4 separate regions of the Mus musculus genome follow, and regions 1, 2 and 4 are each linked to region 3. The links are chromatin contacts, called in public HiCAR-type and HiChIP or PLAC-seq maps. All regions are on one chromosome and are shown on one strand. Each heading gives the region's core, a stretch centred on a gene start, on an enhancer-like site or on the middle of the called end of the contact. The rest is flanking DNA. Distances are from core to core; before and after follow the strand shown. Region 1 holds the start of Mfsd2a (major facilitator superfamily domain containing 2A). Region 2 holds the start of Ppt1 (palmitoyl-protein thioesterase 1). Region 3 holds the start of Nfyc (nuclear transcription factor-Y gamma). Region 4 holds the start of Cap1 (CAP, adenylate cyclase-associated protein 1 (yeast)).

The links. HiCAR-type assays count read pairs that join an accessible place to other places. HiChIP or PLAC-seq counts read pairs in DNA pulled down with a chosen protein or histone mark.
Region 1: a HiCAR-type map of astrocytes shows a contact between it and region 3, with 5 times the contacts expected there. The contact joins the promoter of Mfsd2a here to the promoter of Nfyc in region 3. A contact is called at or near these places in 7 of 39 promoter capture datasets (cranial neural crest, embryonic stem cells, frontonasal cranial neural crest and 2 more) and 5 of 115 datasets of contacts at active chromatin or transcription factors (T-cell acute lymphoblastic leukemia, astrocytes, embryonic stem cells and 1 more).
Region 2: an H3K27ac HiChIP or PLAC-seq map of embryonic stem cells shows a contact between it and region 3, with 9 times the contacts expected there. The contact joins the promoter of Ppt1 here to the promoter of Nfyc in region 3. A contact is called at or near these places in 2 of 39 promoter capture datasets (cranial neural crest and pre-B cells), 1 of 484 Hi-C or Micro-C datasets (CD4 T cells) and 3 of 115 datasets of contacts at active chromatin or transcription factors (astrocytes, embryonic stem cells and large pre-B cells).
Region 4: an H3K27ac HiChIP or PLAC-seq map of embryonic stem cells shows a contact between it and region 3, with 11 times the contacts expected there. The contact joins the promoter of Cap1 here to the promoter of Nfyc in region 3. A contact is called at or near these places in 6 of 39 promoter capture datasets (cranial neural crest, embryonic stem cells, frontonasal cranial neural crest and 2 more), 1 of 484 Hi-C or Micro-C datasets (B cells), 13 of 115 datasets of contacts at active chromatin or transcription factors (T-cell acute lymphoblastic leukemia, acute myeloid leukemia, astrocytes and 5 more) and 3 of 9 other capture datasets (adipose tissue, embryonic stem cells and liver).

Annotation. Positions count from the first base shown.
Region 1 is chr4:122,959,790-122,962,816 of GRCm38.p6, reverse strand. It overlaps Mfsd2a (major facilitator superfamily domain containing 2A), which reads left to right and starts at 1,629. Exons shown (of 14, transcript NM_029662.2): 1 at 1,629-1,876. The coding sequence starts at 1,784.
Region 2 is chr4:122,834,871-122,837,736 of GRCm38.p6, reverse strand. Ppt1 (palmitoyl-protein thioesterase 1) reads right to left here and starts at 1,510. Exons shown (of 9, transcript NM_008917.3): 1 at 1,358-1,510. The coding sequence starts at 1,481.
Region 3 is chr4:120,824,339-120,827,329 of GRCm38.p6, reverse strand. It overlaps Nfyc (nuclear transcription factor-Y gamma), which reads left to right and starts at 1,589. Exons shown (of 10, transcript NM_008692.4): 1 at 1,589-1,800.
Region 4 is chr4:122,884,573-122,887,599 of GRCm38.p6, reverse strand. Cap1 (CAP, adenylate cyclase-associated protein 1 (yeast)) reads left to right here and starts at 1,524. Exons shown (of 13, transcript NM_001358035.1): 1 at 1,524-1,786.

The sequences.
Region 1 (3,027 bases), core at 380-2,879, 2.1 Mb before region 3:
TAGGTCCCTATTTTGTACACAAGGAGGTTAATAAAGTTGTTCAGGAACAACTAGATAGCCCGTCCATGGAGGTGCCTGGGGTTTTTCTGAATGGGCTGGCTCCTCTGGTGCTTCAGCTCACACTCACTGTGATTTAGTGGGATATGGGAGTGAAAGAGATAGAGTTCTTATTTTCAAGGAGGGCATAATCTGGCTCGGTTATTCAGATCACTTCTGGAATGCTGCCATTCAAAGGAGTGAAGAATTTAGGGCTGGAAGAGACTGTACAGGACTCCATAGCTTCCCTCCTATAGTATGGAAGAGAGAGAGGGCAGTGTGACAGTGGGGACAACAGGCCTTCTTACAGTCTTCACTATTTCCCTTGGCTTGTTTCTGGACAGTGATGTGCCAGGGCACACAAGGGTGCTGTGGCCATTGTGGAGGAGTCAGATCTCAATAGCTCTTCCCTGCAATCTGAACTAAGAGGAGGGGAAAAAAAAAAAGCTTGACACTGAGAAACACAGGTCCTGTGTGAGCGGTCTCTGAGAGTCTAAGCAGTAACTTCACTGAAGAGGGAGAGCTGGACTTGACCCAGGCTCCTGGGGATCTGTGAAGGCTGGAGTGCCATTAGCAGAGGTGGAAGGAAAGGCAGCAAAGACCGTTCTCTGCTGGCACCTATGCCTGGCCTCTGTTTAGATGATGACGGTCCTCCCTTCTTTCAAGGACCACATTCCTCTGCATGCTCTTTCTCAAAGCTTTTCTTTTCTCTTCTCTCTTTTCTTTTCTTTTCTTTTCTTTTCTTTTCTTTTCTTTTCTTTTCTTTTCTTTTCTTTTCTTTTCTTTTCGACACAGAGGGCTGCTGGCGTCTTGTATCTCCCAGGGCTTCCTGTCTGGGAGCACAGACATAGCTCAGCCTTCTGTAATTTATGCTGAGGGGCAGAGCAGGAGAGTTATGAGTAAAGACTTTGGAACTGGACAAAACCTTTCTGGCCTGTCTGTGTCGCAACAGCTGTTCTTCTTGTGTCCCCCTTTCCTGGGTTGTAAAATGGGGATAATAATAGTACCACCCTCAGATGGCGTTCATAAGCACCCAGTGAGGTCATGTTAAGCCTGTTAGAAAGCTACCCATAAACGGCTGCTGTGGCCATGGCTCCTTCTTAGAACTTGCGAGTTCCCCTGCCTGGAAGCGGTAGCCACTGGACTTGGTAATTTTTCTGTCCCATTGAAAAAGGCCCCTACTTTTCAAAGGGAGGAAGAGGAAATTGTCGATCTTGAGACACGAGGGACATTGATAATGAAAGTTACAGCCCATGGCCTCAGGTTTGGGGGAGGGGAGAAGCCACCTGACTCCGGATTTTAAAAGGAGCTGATGGGGATTCAGAAGTCAAGGGCCACAGGCTCTACTCAGGGAAAACTCACTCTGGGGGACCTCGGACAGGTCACTTTCAGCCTGGGACTTCAGTTTCCTCGGGCGAGTCAGGTGGGTTTCTCAGCTTTGCTTAGGTAGTTAGGAGCACGCGGTGTGGGTTGCCGGCTTTGAGAACGTGGCTGAGCAGCGAGGCTCCGCCAGCCGAGATGGGCAGGCGCGTGCAGGGATTGGCTGGAGGCGCAGGCCCGAACCTTTAAGAGGCGCGGAGGGGACGTGCTAGGGAGTTTTCATCGCCGGCGTTCCTGGTTTGCTAAGTGCTAGCGAACGTAGTAGTGGCTGGGGCTGCGCCTAGGATCGGAGCCACAGGCGAGTGCCGGCCGGCAGAACACAAGAGCATCCCGGCGTCCCGGTCCCACGCGGCGTGGCCCGCGGGTCATGGCCAAAGGAGAAGGCGCCGAGAGCGGTTCCGCGGCGGGGCTGCTCCCCACCAGCATCCTCCAAGCCAGTGAACGGCCGGTCCAGGTGAAGGTGAGGTCCCGAGAGGAGGGCAAGGGGTGGTGGGCCGGCCGGGATGTGGGTATAGGGGCGTCGGAGACTAGGTCTGGCCTTGGGACACTTGGCGGTAACAGGGTACAGCGAAGCTTGAAAAAAGCAAGGAGTGCTCTGGGACCGGGAGTGATGGAGAAAGTCTGAAGCCCCTTTGCACACCCCTACAATGGGTTTGCGCCAAGAGAGGCGCCGGCAACTCTACGCGGCGTGGGGCTCTCCCCAGCGCTCTAGGTTCTACTGTGCTGAGCCACACTAGTTTCTCTCCCTAGACCTGAAGAGACCCCAGAAGTCTGAGAGTCCCTTTGGTTCTCCATCTCTCACCACCCCCCACTCTCGTGCTTTAACTCTGAGGAGGGCCACTCAAGTTCATTCATAAGAACAAGGGCTTTGCTCTTAAAGGAGCCGCATACCGAAAGCGTTTGTGTGACTGAGGGTTCACATGCACAGAGCTCCGCGTGTCTCGACATCCTCTCTCTCCGATCCGTTCTAACTCTTTGGATCTATTTAACCACACCATGAAACCATGCGGCCCCAGGAAAGGAATCTCTCACAATATAGCTAATTGGGAGGTGCTTAACTTTTCCTTTTAATTTTATTAACTGTTCTTGGAAGAAACGAGTAAGCAATTATGCTGTTACCATGTATGAGTAATCTCTACTTTCCCTGGGCAACCTCAGCCTCCCCTAGTGCTCCACCCGGAGAGGGCTGAGCCCTGCACCTGGAGCCCTTTTTACCCCTCTCCAAGGTCCCCTAGGAGCTGGAAAGGGTGCGTGTTAGGCAGATGGATGGTAGGACTGCTCAAGGGTTTGCCTGGAGCTGAAGACTCCCTACAGGGGCCCGGGAACTTTGGGACAGATTGAAAGAACAGCTGAGGATGCAGCGGGCTGGGCGCCCCCCCCCCTTCTGGTGCACTCATCCAGGACGCAGGTGGATCCTAGCTGCTGCGGGGCGTCAGGGAGGGAGCCTGGGCTGGGCTCAGGGAACTTTTGGCAGCAAGAGGATTTTCAGGTTGTGGCAGCTAGTGCCAGGTAGGGACAGGCCCATTGCTACCGCATGCTCTTTCTGGGTAACTTGGAAAGGAGCTGAGGGCCTGGGAGAAGATTTTATTTATTTATTTATTTATTTATTCA
Region 2 (2,866 bases), core at 261-2,760, 2.0 Mb before region 3:
TCCTTTCAACGTCATTTTTAATTTTAATTATATGGGTCTTCCCATGTAGCTCTGGCTGATGTGGAACTTGCCATGTAGATCATGCAGGCCTCAAACTCGGGGTGTTCCTCCTGCTTCTGCCTCCGGAGTGCTGGGGAGTTACATTCCTAAACTAGCTCTTTACAGTTGCTAGCTAGCACAAAGGGCTTAGAACAGTTCTTTACAAATGTAAATTCTACCACCTCACAAGTTCCTAGTGAAATTCCAAGTCCTTACACTAATCTTAAAAGCCCCAGCATACTTGTCCACCCTCTTATTCCCTTGCTCCCGCTGCTCCTGCTACACTGCTCTGCATGCTAGTCTGCCAAGCTCAGGGCCTTTGCACCTGCTGCTCCTGTGACCACATGTCCCTATGGCATCTTCCCTCGTCCTCCTTTTTTTCTTCTCTTTTTTCCTTCTTTTATTTTTTTTATTGGATATTTTCTTTATTTACATTTAAATGTTTTCCCCTTTCCAGGTCTCCCCATCGGAACCCCCCTATCCAATCCCCCCTCCCCCTGACTCTATGAGGGTGTTCCCCACCCACCCACTCCTGTCTTCCCTCCCTGGCATTCCCCTACACTGGGGCATCGAACATTCTCAGGTTCAAGGGCCTCTCCTCCTACTGATGTCCAAGTCCATCCTCTGCCACATAGGCAGCTGGAGCCATGGGTCCCTCCATGTGTACTCTTTAGTTGGTGGTCCAATCCCTGGGAGCTCCGGGGGGGTGGGGCGGGAGGGAGGATCTGGCCAGTTGCTCCCTCCATGGTGCTGCATCCTCTTAAGCTCTACTCAGTTGTCACTCTTGGGTGAATCCCGTTTCCTGTTCTAACTTGCTCCGTAGAAGCACAAGCTCACACCTGAGGCTCTATCTTCTGTTTTCACTGCACTCCTGGCCATTTGACAAGTTTCCCGTATTTCCTTATAATACGTTTCCCCCACTGGACAGCAAGTTCCAGAAAGATGAGAATGCTTCATGCTCAGGTATAGCAGGTGCTCTGAGGTAACTGTATAAAGGACATGAAGGCCCCTGGTAGATCTCTATTCAGATGTGAAGGAATGAAAGCCTGAGTGTGCAGTCCAGCTCTGCAGGGGCAGGCTGGACTGACTGTGAGATACTGCAGGCTGATGCTACTGCTGCCAGGATTTTAACAAAGCATAAACCAAGCCGTGCACAATACTCACTGAGCACTCACTAAAGACACCTGGTTGTCGTCCCTTCCGTGCAGAGCAACAAATCCGAAAACCTTGGACTAGGCGGGTGCTGTGGAATCCCTATCGTCTTTCCAGATTTAAGAACCGAGGGGGGAAAAGGATGCCCCCGTCCACGCCCACTCACCCATCCCATGCCAGATCACCAGCGGTGGTGGTGAAGGTGGGTCCAGATGCCCCAGGGCCCAGGCGGCGCAGCACCAAGGCAGCAGAGCGGCAGCTAGCAGCCTCCGCGAACAGGACGACGCCATCTTAGCAATCACATGACCGCGGGGACTGTGGACCAAAGTAATTCCGGTGGCCACGCCCCCTGCCGGGCTCTGCATCCTGACAGAGACGTTTATTCATTGCTTAACACCCACCAGACTCTACTATATAAGGGCTTTCCATCTTTTAATTGATCTTATGCACTGCTCTCATTTTACACCCAAGGACGCCTAGGTGACAATTCCCCCTTCCCCCTACGGAACTTTGCCTTCTCTTTCAGCTGTGTATTAGCAGAAAAGAGCTGTTTATTCGCTAACAATTATGTCATTTGCACGTAATTTTAATTCTATGTGTGGGCGTTTCATATGTGTACGGCTCGCGTTCTACAGCGCATGTGTGGAGGCCAGAGAACCGCTTGCAGGAGCGGTCAGAGGGATTGAACTGAGGTCATCCATCAGGCTTGGCTGCAGGTGCTTTCCCCCTAGGAGACTGTTTTTATTTTAGCACATGTGTGAGAAATTAGGTAAGGTCCTCGGAGGCGGAGGCAGAAAACTCTTCAGCACAGTGCCATAGTACTTATAGCCCTTGGAAGAAAAGGCTCAGTGTCGGGACTGGGGAAGGGAGACTTGATTTTCATCCAGGGCAAGTTATATCATGGTGAGGTTTGGTTTGGATCGTAAAGCTAAGATGGGGTTTCAAAAGCTAAAGATGTAATTAGGGAGGAGGAAGTTTGGACTCCTGAAGAGGGAAAAAAGTATCTTATTAAAGATGTAATAAGACTTCCAGGCTGTCATGGACTCTCAGGTATTTCATGTACTAGGAAGATGGGAAACATAGCTACGTCCTATCCAAGCTCCACTCTGGTTTATTATAGCCCAGAGGCTCCTGTCTATGCTCCCACATCTTTTCTAGATTCCCTCAGTGCAGCCTCGGCACCTCAATGACAGTGTCAAACATTTTTTCCCCTAAAAAAGCATTAAAAATGTTTAAAGGAATCTGTTAAATAGGGTGTATTCACGGTACAGTGGGACTCTCTGACACCGGCTTTATAAAGGATGAAGTAGTCTTGTAGAGAGCGACATATGAAAAATCTAGAAGAATAACCGGTTGTGCACCCACATGAAACCCTTCTGTACCACCCCACTGAAACCAGCAGTTACTTAGTAATTGGAAAGCCAATTAAAATACAGGATTAGGATGCATTATACAGTGCACAGTCTGATAAGCGTTGGGCCAGCTAGATTGTTCAGCTGGATAAAACAATGGCCACTAAGCCATTCCTGATCCTTTCCTCTTGAGAACTATGATAGCTTGAGGTTAAAAAAAACAAGTTGTGCAAGCTGTCTTCTGAGCTCTATACACCGACAGTCACATGTCCCCATAGAGACTCATAAACACACAATGTAAACAAATAAATCAGAGTAAAAAC
Region 3 (2,991 bases), core at 340-2,839:
TTTTTTTTTTTTTTTTTTTTTTGGGCTTTTCGAGACAGAGTTTCGGTTTCTCTGTGTAGCCCTGGCTGTCCTGGAAATCACTTTGTAGACCAGGCTGGCCTCGAACTCAGAAATCCGCTTGCCTCTGCCTCCTGTCTTTTCTCTTTTCTTTTCTTTTCTTTTCTTTTCTTTTCTTTTCTTTTCTTTTTTCTTTTCTTTTCGTGTGTGTGTGTGTGTGTGTGTGTGTGTGTGTGTGTGTGTGCTGGGCATGGTAGTTTATGTCTGTAATCCCAGGACCCCGAGGCTAAGTAAGGAAGATTTAGCTGAGTTTAAGGTCAGTGTGGACTACATAATGAGCACCGGACAACCAGTTATAGACAGGCCTTGTGAAATACTACACTTCCCCATCCCCACCCCCACCTCCCCAAAATGGTTGGCTTCCATATTCAGCCTAAAGTGCCAAGATTAGAGGCATGTATTACCACACCAAGCCATACATATTGTGTTAATGTATTTGCATGGAATGCATTCGCCCATAGAAGGCAACATCTAGATGTCTTCAGTGGAAACTTCACCCTATTTTTTGACACAGGATTTCCCTGCGTAATTCTGGAAGTCCTGGAACTCGACAAGGCTGGCGTTGAACTCACAGACCCTCTTGCTTCCGTCTTCCCAGGTGCTGGAATTTCAGTTCTACCGCGCTGGCCCCAACCTATTTGTATAGACTGGGCCTCCCACTGAACCAGGAGCTTGCTTATTTAGCTAGGCTGGCAGGTTTCTTTTCAAGCCTTTCAGGTATGGGAGACTACTGTGCTAGTGGCTTATGGAGTGTTGGGGGGGCTAATGCAGGTCTTAATGCTTGTAGGAAGCACTTTACTGAGCCACCTCCCAACTCTTTAATTTTTTATGCCAATTTTTAAAAAAAATATTTATTATTTTATGTAAGTACACTGTAGCTGTCTTCTGACACACCAGAGGGCATCAGATGTCATTACGGATGGTTGTAAGCCACCATGTGGTTGCTGGGATTTGAACTCAGGACCTTCAGAAGAGCAGTCAGTGCTCTTAACCACTGAGCCATCTCTCCAGCCCTTTTTATGCCAATTTTAACGTTTTAAAATGTCACCTTTTTGGTTGTTTGGAAATTTTATTTCTTCACTTACTGGTGTGTGTGTGTGTGTGTGTGTGTGTGTGTGTGTGTGTGTGTGTGTGCGCGCGCGCGTCGCACATTAATGATCAGAGTTCAGCTTTCAGGACTCTGTTCTTCTGGTCCATCCTGGGTTCCAAGAATCGAATTCAGGTCGTCCGGTTTGCTGAGCCCCAGGCGGCTTTTTAAATTTTCCATGCCCGCGAAGTTCTTCTCTCCCTACCATTCATTTCCTTGAAGAACAAAACACGGAAAACTATTTCCTAAAACCCAGAAGCGAGCGCATCCTAGCTGAGAGCTTCAAGGATATAGAACGTCCTCGGAGGTCACCGAGAAACGCCTCCCGCGCCCCTGGGAAGGGGCGGGGCCCCAAAAGTCTCCGCTCTCACTATCCCGCTTGGCCAGGCAAGACAATTCTCGCGAGACTTCAGGCACCTCAGCCGCTGCGCACTACGCGTTGCTGGGAGTCGAGGCGCGGAGTGGGGGGAGGGGCAGGGGAGACGGTACAAACGGCGCGGCCGCCATCTTGTTTGCGCCCCCGCTCCGCACGCGCTCCGGTTTTTCGTGACGCACGCTTCCCCCTCCCCTCCGCCGCGCCCGGGCCTCTGCATTGCCCGACGGCGCAGCAGCGCGGGGGCGGCTGCTTTCTTCGCTGGACGCCGGAGTAGAGGCCTGTGAGTGTATGAAAGCTTGGGTGAGGAGGGGAGAGAGAGAGGGGGCGGCCGGCAGTGAGGGCGGTGCTTCCCGCCAATGGCGGAGAGCTCCCTTCCCTCTGCGGCCGCCGCTGCACTTCGGTCGGCTCTGCCGCCGCCATGTTATGTGTTCGCCGGGCCCGCCGCTGTCGTCGCGGCTGCGCTCGCGGGGTCCGTGCGCCTGGGCCCGCGGGCTTTCTCCCATTGGCGGAAGGCGACGGCGGGGGGGCTCGCTCGTGATTGGTCGGCGGCGGGGAGGCCGCGGACCTGGCACCTTATTGGTCACGCCGGCTCCGGCCTGGGGGGTGATGAAGGAATTGGCGGCTGTCGGGATGCTAGCTGCTCAGGCTCTGGCGGCAGGGCGACGGTCCCTCTAATGCCAGCGTGGCGGGGAGTCTCCGGGACGGAGCCGGAGGCCCAGAGGAGAAAGAGAGTGGTAGCCTGGCGTGTGGCCTGCAACGGGGAGGGGTCACTACTAATACCAGAGGCACGGTCAACTACAAGATGGGGTGTGCAAGCCCCTGCTTTGTAAACACGGAACAGAAGTGTCTTCGAGACCTAGGGGTGCTAGACTTGGAAATTGATCCAGCTTGGGAATGACCCTGAGTAGAAGTCTGAGTGCATGGTATGGAAGTAGTGGGAGTGAGGACCAGAAGGACAGAATCGGATTAGGGAGCCTGCTGTAAGAATTTGGGTTTTGAAACCCGGAGGATTAGTGTAGAACTCCAGACTCCATTCTGGGTTCTGAAATGGAGAGTGGGAAACAGGTAAACAGCCGGATCCCACTGGACAGGTGTATCAACTTTTAGAGGCTGAATGCCATTTTAACATTACATTAAGTAGAATCAGAAAGTCAGCTGTAGAATGTATTTGCATAATTGGGAAGTTGGGGGTTACAGGATTTGGGATCATGCTAGTTTTGAGATGTTATATATGAAATTTTCACTGGTCTAAGAAGAATATAGGATCAGAGCTTTGTGCTTGCTAGACAAACATTCTACCAACTGAGTTACCCCACTTCCCCCTTAAAATTGATCTCTCTTAACTTTCAGTTCAGAGGGCAGGTGAGACAAACTCAGGAGTAATAGACCTTGTTTCGCGTGCTTACCTGGGTGTATGAGTATATTTTACAGTCACACAGATATTGGCAGTGCCATCCTCATTCTGTGAGGG
Region 4 (3,027 bases), core at 275-2,774, 2.1 Mb before region 3:
AATGTATTTGTTTGTTTGAGGCAGGGTCTCACTGTGTCTGGAACTCATTATGTAGACCAGGCTGGCCTTGAACTCACAAAATCAACCTGCCTCTGCTTCCCGGGTGCTGGAACTAAAGGTGAGCATTACCACACCTGCCCCTGAAATGAACATATTATAAACGGATGATTTTTGTGCCATAATTTGGTATGTTGTCATTTCTGTTTTAAACAAACTGGGAGTCATAAACTGGGGGAGGCCAGTAAATTGTCCAAAGCACCTTGATCAAAGTCGGGACGCTAGTAAAGGGCTCGGAGTCAGGAATGGAACAACTTACGTCTACAACCAGAGGCACCCAATGCCTCAAATGTTCCCAGATCTATCTATCACTGGGGATGATTAAATTCATTGGTTCTAAGACAGTCAAATGCGTGCTCTGTTTAAAGTTTCAACATCTACTTTGTGACCTTGGCAAGTTATTCAGCTTCCTCATTTGAAGCTCCGAGGATGTAATGGTACCTACCGCAGAGAGTTGCTATTAGGATTAAATGAAAATGGTTTGAGCGCTCAGCACAAGCCTGGCATGTAGTCAGCGCACAGTAAATGGTAGCTATTATTACATGAACTGTATTTGTTGAATGATTGACTCTGGCATATAACACCTGCATTCAACTTGAACGCGGAGTTGTCAGTCATCCAGTCGAAGGGGTAGGAACCATAGCACAGCACTCGCCAATTTTTTTTCTAGAAATAAATCTTTGTGGGAGGATAATGACCGGTTGGAAAGTGTTAAGTCCGGAGGAAACAAAGACGCGATCCCCCGTCTAAGAAGCAGGGAGGCGAAGACTGCCCTGCAGGCTGCAGTTACAGCTCTGAATCGCACACGGGCTCATTAGCAGCCAGCTGGGCATACATAGCTTGGGGCGATGAAGCCTCAAAAGCAAGATTTTTAAGGAATGGGACAAGATCTCCTTTAATTTTGCTCATTTCATTTCAGGGACCACACCCTACAGGGTGGGAGGAAGAACTCCGAAGCCTGAGGCGGAAGCTTAAGCACAGCCACGGACCTGACCATCTATGGTCACAAAACGCACAGAGCAAACAGGAAGTGGGGCGCGAGTGGAAGATTTTCTCCACCTTCCCAGCCCTAGCCTCGGAATCGAGCGAGGGCGAGCATGCCCAGACGCTCAAAGCCTACTCTATTAGCCTCCGCGACCGAGTCCATTGCTTTTCTGTACTACAGACAGGGAAACCAAGGCTTGCACGCCCAGCCAGGGGCGAAATTTGGTCCCGGTCCCCCCAACCACCAGACACTGGGTCTCAGAGCCTTCTAGCCCCACTGTTGTTCCCTGAACCTCTTCCGGACTGAGGCTAAAAACGTAACGACCTCAGTCTCCGAGCACAAATTGACAAAACAAGCAGCCACTCAGCTGTCTTCCTTTGAGGAGGTGGGGCTTGGTTAGGAACTCCAGCTCCTTATTGGTCTGGGCCTCGGGGCGTGACCAACCGTGGACACGCCCCTTCCCCGAGTTTTCCTCCCCCACCTCCCTTGGAGGCGGAGCCCTTTTCCAAACGCTCCTAAGCCAGATTCTCTCTCCGGTGGCGGGGAATGAGGGCGGAGTCACGAGCGGAGCGGCCAAACTTCTTCCTCTCCCCCGGGCTAGCGTTACAGCCAGTGGTTCATTTCCGGTGGGGGTGCCGCGCCCAGTGAGGGCCCGGAAGTGGGTCGCGCGAAGACCGCTGGGCGGTTCTTGCCGGAAGTGGAGAGCGGCTGATCGCAGTCCGGAGGTGAGGCGGAACTCTTAAGGTGAGGGTTGGTGGTTGGATAAGGATTGGGATGGTCTTTGGGGCCCACCGGGTCCTGGCCGTTAGTAAAGGCTGTGCTAGCCTACGCGCGTTTGAGGAGTCTTGCTGAAAGGCCGGGGTTTGGGCCCTTCGGCCATCCCGGGCTCCTGGGTGCGGTCTCTTGAGGTGGGGCTGGGGTACCAGATTGAACCAGGAGGTCTTGGGGAAGCCACTTTCTCCTTGATTTCGCAGCTCTGCCTATCAGCCTCCGCGGAGGCCTGATTCCTAAAGGCATCCTAACCAACTGAATGGACCCTGGGAGACCTTAGAATTTCCTCCTGACCGGGTCTTGTTCCCATTACTCGGATGGGTAACTTGATCTCGGAGAAGAAAAGAATCTGGTTTTAGAGAGAGGTTTCCAGTCCTAGATCCTTCCTTTCCTTGGAACCTCTCTAACTTTCGATCTGGGCAGCTGCAGGTTAAAGGCTATCTGGTAGTAGAACTAAAAAAAAAAAAAAAGTTAAAAATTTGGAATGCCTGTTAAATTTAAGGTAGGCTAGTAAGCCCTGCGTTTACGTTCAGTGAGCTCCCCTTACTCTTAGACTGCCACTGTTCACTCGCAATCCAAGCTAACTTTATGGGAGGTGCTGTCCACTTCTGGATCTGAAGTCAGATGATTCAGGTTGGGTCTGGCACAGTTGCCAAGTGCCTGTGGTCGTAGGATCGCTGTGTTTATTCTGTGTTGGCAACATGGAAAATGTCATCGAATACAGCTTTGAAAAGTCTAGTCATTGCCCCCATCGAGTTAGCAGTGAAAGACAGTTAAGAAATAGTTACAAATGTGGTGAGGGTGCTGTGGAAGGACGCAGCAAGGGAGTCAGAAGCGTTTTGAAAGATCAAGAGGGTGTGTGTGTGTGTGTGTGTGTGTGTGTGTGTGAGAGAGAGAGAGAGAGAGAGAGAGAGAGAGAGAGAGAATATATTAGATAGAGGTTAGTTAGTATCAGAACTGTCAGCTGTAGCTCTTTGTACTGCTTTCCCTTGAAGTGAAAATCCAGGGTTAGAACAGCACGTTCATCATCTGCCAAGCATTTATTGGACCTCAGTATGTGTGAAAACATTTTAGCTTAGGCACTTAGCCCTTCTGGCTAGGAATACACTTGTTCTCTGGTGATATGTACAGTATGGGAGGAACCGGCAAATCAAGGGTGGTTGAGTGTGTGCACTGTGTGAACACAGAGCTACTGAGAACAGGAGAAATATCTG